Regions from separate parts of the Sus scrofa genome. Here region 1 is linked to region 2. Evidence: chromatin contacts called from public HiChIP or PLAC-seq data. All regions are on one chromosome and are shown on one strand. Each heading gives the region's core, a stretch centred on a gene start, on an enhancer-like site or on the middle of the called end of the contact. The rest is flanking DNA. Distances are from core to core; before and after follow the strand shown.

Region 1 (3,068 bases), core at 233-2,732, 350 kb after region 2:
TACTGAGCCACAACTCGTGATTTGAATATTTTGAATTTCTAACAGAATCTGGGAGGTTGGGAGATTCTCTTAAAGGATGAGAAAAATCTGGGATGTCCTTCTCTTACCAGATTTATTCTTGTAGCTCCCAGGCTTTGGCGATATAAATTTGTTAGAAAGTTGTTCTCACTCAAAATATGACAAACTTGCATTTTCAGAGATGTTAACCCGTCCCCTCTAAAAGGAGTTGGTATTCACAAATTTTTAATGAGCACAGAAAAATCTTGGGGTCCAATGACATCATCTGAAGGTTGGTCAGATAGGAGAGTAGTAGCCTTTAGTTAATGCACAGTGACAGCTTGCATTGTTTTCTTCAGCTGTAAGTGTTGGTTCATTTTTTTTTTTTTTATCCTTTTTACAGCTGCACCTTCGGCATATGGAAGTTCCCAGGTCCAATCAGAGCTGCATCTATGCCAGCCTACACCACAGCAACAGCAACGCTAGATCCACAGCCACAAAAACACCAGGTCTGCAGCTCACCACAACGCAGTATCCTTACATAACCCAGATCTCACTGAGAGAGGCCAGGAATGGAACCCGCCTCCAGTTCGGGTTTGCTACTGCTGAGCCACAATGGGAACTCCAGTGTTGGTTAATTCTAACAGTAGGAATGGTTGAAAAGTCGGAAAACAACCTTCTTGCACAGATTTTGTTATTACGACTGACATCACTTAACAAAATTTTAAGGTTCTATGTCAGGAAGACTGCTCCCCAAATTGCCTTTCTGAAAAAGTCACCCCACCCTTGATTGTTGTATATCTTTTAAACTTTTCAGCGCTTGTGGTTTCCAAGGAACCCACAGCCATTAAAAGTGAGCTTAACTCCTCTGCAGATCAATCATTCACTCATCCACCCAGCAAATTCAAAAACCAGCCCACTTCGAATCACTTTGCCAGGCTGAACGTTCCATGATTTTCTGAAGTTGCCGCGCTTGCATCTATTTGGGGAAAAGGGAAAGAAAATAAACATGGAAATAAATTAAAATGCAGGATCCTGCGAAGGGAATGTAGAGCGTATGCGACGTAAGTTTTGGATCCTATGGAACCAGAAGTTCGGCTCTGCAACTCGTGGGATGTATGCCTTAAACGGGTCAATTCAGGATACGCAAAGTGACAATATTATGGAACACCTCTAGTAAGGTTCCAGCTCCTGGCAAACGGTCACATAACGTTAGGTGTGTGAAGGTAGGCTAGGCTTGCAGGGACCACTGAGCAAAAAGGTGTCCCGTGCCCTTTTGCGCATAAGAAGAGAAACAGGAGGGAGCGCTTCCGGACCTCGGGGCTGGCTTTACAACACCCGCGCAGCGTACACCTTCAGGCAGCGGAGGACACTCCGGGGTGGACCGTCTGCTCGCAGCCGCGTGGCGCGGGTTGGGGAACTGCTCGCCCGCCGCGCGCCAAGTCAACGAACATCTGCCCCTCCCCTTGCTCGAGTCGCACGCGCGGAAGTAAACACCTCGACGTCATCAGGGCGCGTCTTCGCCTTTCCCCTCCCATCTCCTCAGATCGGTGGACGTGCTCACCTCCGCTTGGGGCCAGGTCTATGTCCCGGTTTCCCGCCGTCGCGGGCAGGGCGCCAAGGCGGCAGGAGGAAGGTGAGCGCTCAAGAGACCTTCAGGAAGAGCGGCCTTCGGCTGTTACCATCGCGGATAGAGGTGCGGTCCGCGGGACACTACGGAGGCCAGCGGGAGTTAGGGCATGGGGGGGTTTGGGAAAGATAAAAGTCTGCCTTAGGCAGGCAGAGAAGAGTAGGGTGGAGGTTGTAGCGTTTTTGTCGCCCTCCAAGCGGGAACCGAACTTTGCGTCCAGTGAGCACTTTGGTCTAGAGGGGGGCGGTCCCAGACGCAAGTTGGGTGAAAACCCTACTGGGGTACAAAAAAGTGAACCCCAGCGCAGAGACGCGTTCTGCTCTTAAATAGGCTCATAAAGCCTTTGTTCTCTACCCATTTCCCCCCCCCCCCGCCCCTTCGTCGGGCCGCCAGCCTGCCTTTGGGTACGGTATGAAGGGAGCCAGTTTCCAGGAGCCAGTTTCCATGGTTACCCACCACTTGGCCTTCTGGGATATCAGTCACTCTGAACAGGGACCTAACTTGAACCATGAATCAGAAGCAAACACAGGTGGCTTTTAATTCAGCTGAGAGTTTTTCTTCTGTGTTCCGGTTTTGGGTGTTTTGTTTAATAAAATTGGCTTTTGTGTTTCTGTATAGGTGTGTTTGCAAATACTTTGCCTTATACTAGGCTTACTCTGGCAGATACTTTGAGTCATGCATTAGCAAATGCTCAAGTTATTAGAGCTGACTATAAAGTTGCATTGGGCTTATAAAAACCCTTACTTGCAAATTGGATGTGAGTGATTTAACTGAGAAGTCATGGTTTGAGTCTTTCTAGCCCTGAAATTCTATTGTCGTTCTCTTTTCATTTCTGAGAAATTGAGTTAGTGATGTTTTTACAGGTCTTTTAATTTATAAACTTTTTTGTTGTTATTACAGAAGAGAAAGGATGCACATCACAGGAGGGAGGAACTACTCCAACTTTTCCTATTCAAAAACAAAGAAAAAAACTTATTCAGGCTGTGAGGGACAATTCATTCCTTATTGTTACTGGAAATACAGGAAGTGGTAAAACAACACAACTTCCAAAGTATCTATATGAAGCAGGTAATTTTATTCTGGGGTAATATTGGGAGTATTTAAAAAATATCCCCCACCCTTTTTTTTTTAAAGGGCCACACTGGTGGCATATGGAGGTTCCCAGATTAGGGGTCAAATTGGAGCGATAGCTGCTGGCCTACTCCACAGCCACAGCAACTAGGGATCCAAGATTCTTAACCCACTGAGCGATGCCAAGGATCGAACCTGCAGCCACATGGATACTAGTCAGATTCGTTTCCTTTGAGCCACAATGGGAACTCCAAAAATTTCCTATTCTTTTTTTCTTTTGGTCTTTTTGTCTTTTTTGGGCTACACCTTCAGTATATGGAGGTTCCCAGGCTAGGAGTTTAATCGGAGCGGTAGATGCCAGCCTACACCA
Region 2 (2,720 bases), core at 193-2,692:
CTTCCAAGATCACTACACGTTGCAGGTATTTAAGTGTTGCAGGTATTTAAGAGACCCAAGGTTCATCTTGAAGGAAGCAGCAAAGGCACAATGATACCTGAGCAGTAATGCCAGGGAATGGCAGTGGTAGGAGGAAAGGACTGCGATGGAGATGGCTTCTTTACTTAATCTTGTTATTTTCCTTTAACAAAAAAAGGACAGGAATTCAATAATGGATGAGCCCTCCAAATTCCACATTTTAAAGGAAGTCAGCCCAATCCAAACACATGTAATACAGGAGGGGAAAAGACTGAAGACAGAACAAGGGAACTAAAAAGAAAAAAAGCGCGGGCGACCAAGTGGGTAATTTAGGGATGGAAGGGAGAGAATAAAGAGAACAAGTAAGGCAAGGATCCAAAGGAGAAACTAGGACGGCCTGCAATTTGGCGCGCTCCTGCAGGCCAAGCAGCAGCAGGAGTCCTTTCCAGTTACTCGCCCCCGCCCCCTACTTTCACAATGAATGAAACTAGGCAACTCCAGAGCAGGGGTGCCGTCCACGTCCCAGTCCCGCCCGCGCTCCAGGAAAGGAGCTCCTGGTTCAGATTCCCTTCTCTCCCTCACCGAAGGGCCAAAGAGAAACGAGGAGCTTCCTTGGCCGATAGGAAGTTATGCACACAAGTCTAGAATCCTATCTCAGACTTTTTCAGCTTGCCGAGAATGTGACGGTTCAGTCCTAAAGGGATTTCTCTCCGCCCCTCTCGGTTTACTCCCACCCCACCCTCCATGCCCGTTTCTCGGAGTGCAAACGACCTCGCCCCTTCTTAGGGTGTAAAGGAACCATTCCAATCACGCCTTTTTGGTGGAAATACACAGAAGGCTGTCTGCACCAGCCACAGCTCCTTAAGAGGCGGAAAGATGAGGTCAAGGAACAAGGAATTCCAAAGGCCCCGCACCCTCAGCATCTCCCGCCATTTCCCTCACGAGTTTCCCGGATGTAACGCCTTTCCCCGTGGCGGTTAAAAGAAACCAGGCGGTGGCGACTCCCTTCGGTGCAGGAGGAGGGAGCTAGTCTAGTCCAGCCTCCACCACCCAGGATTTCCGGCGACTCCTAATTGCGTTCCACCTTGGAGGCCATCCGGGAAAAATGAACTACCCAGCAGATCTCCTTCACTTTACACTCACCATCAGTTCAAGCTTATCGACCTCCGCCTCCATGTTGAATAGTTGACATTCCTCAGACCACGGCGGCGGCGCTTAAGCCGTAAACCGTACTAGCACTGAGGGTCCCTATTGGACAGCTGTCACTCAACACCTCGCACTCATTGGTTCCTCCGCTTCACCAGTGCCCGCCCATTGGCGATTGGGAGACGCCCCTACGCATGAAACACATTTTCTTGTTGGGCGAGGACACAAAACGCCGCAGGAGGATTGGCTGCTATACATTTTTTTTCTTCCATTGGCTGCATCCTCATCTCTACTTTCAATTTCACAGTTAGAGTTCCTCAGAGAAGAGCTTCCGATTGGTGCAATTGGAAGAAGAGCCAACCAATTACACAAAAGCTTCCACAAGCGACAACGGGGACGTGACACACCTTTCCTCGGCTGCTTCCCCTCCACTTCGCTCCCGCCTTCCCCCTATTCATACTAGAAGCGCCTCAGCTCTGATTGGCCAGAACGTGGTGCAACCTCAGCCAGTCAGAAGCTAGGCTGCGCTCCTGCACTACGCAGAGAGCAAATGGTGAAGAGACAAAGGCTATGATTGGTCCCTCCACGATAAGGTCTTAATTTTGAATTTTTCTTTATGGCGAGGGAGCGGCTACTCCCGGGACGTCATCGAACCCCTGGCCTCTTAGACTAGTAAGTGCAGGGAGATCTTCTTTTGTTACCTGGGCTCGCATCTGCCATAGCTGGGCCTGTTGCTGCTTGTGTTCTTACGGTTTACTAAGGTGGGGACTTTGGCTGGACTCGGAGGGGAGATGGAGGTGTTCTGAGTTTGGGTAAGAAGTACTCCGCCTGGGTCCACTCTAATCGTACTTCTTTTTAATTAACGCTCTGCAAAAATATATTTTGGAGTAAAGCATCTGCCTTCCTTTTGCCCATTCCTTTACTTGCGGTTCAAAACGTGGTTTGCAAACCCAAAAGTACCTGCATGACTTGGGCGCTTGTTAGAAATGTAGATTATCTGGCTCCACCCAGACCTACTGAATCAGAATATGAATTTTTAATAACCCCTGTGATTATTTTGCACTTTAAGTTTGAGAAAGTACATTTCTTGACAGGGATGAAGAGCCAACCAACTACTGTGTTCCTTGATATAGTCTTAATATCTTTCGAGTTTCTATGAGAGTGGCAATTTTAAAATTATGCCCTGTTTGCTTTGTGCCTAGTACTGCGCTGGACTAAGCTTTAGGGAGCTGCAATCTCTTTAGAGAAACAAGACGGGAACTAAAAAAGCAATGCTGCACAACATAAAGTGTAAAATTAAATATAAGCAAATATCAGAAATAGCCCTATGGGGAGTTCCCATTATAGTGCAGCGGAAACGAATCCGACTTAGGAACCATGAGGTTAGAGGTTCGATCCCTGGCCTCAGTTAGTGGGTTAGGGATCCGGCATTGCCCTGAGCTGTGATGTAGGTCGCAGGCGCAGATCGAATCCTTCGTGGTTGTGGCTGTGGTGTAGGCCGGTAGCTGGAGCTCGGATTCGACCCCTAGCCTGGGAACCTCCATATGCCACAGGTG

What was found. HiChIP or PLAC-seq counts read pairs in DNA pulled down with a chosen protein or histone mark.
Region 1: an H3K27ac HiChIP or PLAC-seq map of skeletal muscle shows a contact between it and region 2, with 4 times the contacts expected there. The contact joins the promoter of DHX40 here to the promoter of SKA2 in region 2. A contact is called at or near these places in 1 of 47 Hi-C or Micro-C datasets (heart right ventricle) and 1 of 2 datasets of contacts at active chromatin or transcription factors (skeletal muscle).

Annotation. Positions count from the first base shown.
Region 1 is chr12:35,780,072-35,783,139 of Sscrofa11.1, forward strand. It overlaps DHX40 (probable ATP-dependent RNA helicase DHX40), which reads left to right and starts at 1,483. Exons shown (of 18, transcript XM_005668994.3): 1 at 1,483-1,633; 2 at 2,528-2,695. The coding sequence starts at 1,582.
Region 2 is chr12:35,431,852-35,434,571 of Sscrofa11.1, forward strand. SKA2 (spindle and kinetochore-associated protein 2) reads right to left here and starts at 1,443. Exons shown (of 4, transcript XM_003131674.5): 1 at 1,162-1,443. The coding sequence starts at 1,194. PRR11 (proline-rich protein 11) reads left to right here and starts at 1,843. Exons shown (of 11, transcript XM_005668999.3): 1 at 1,843-1,976.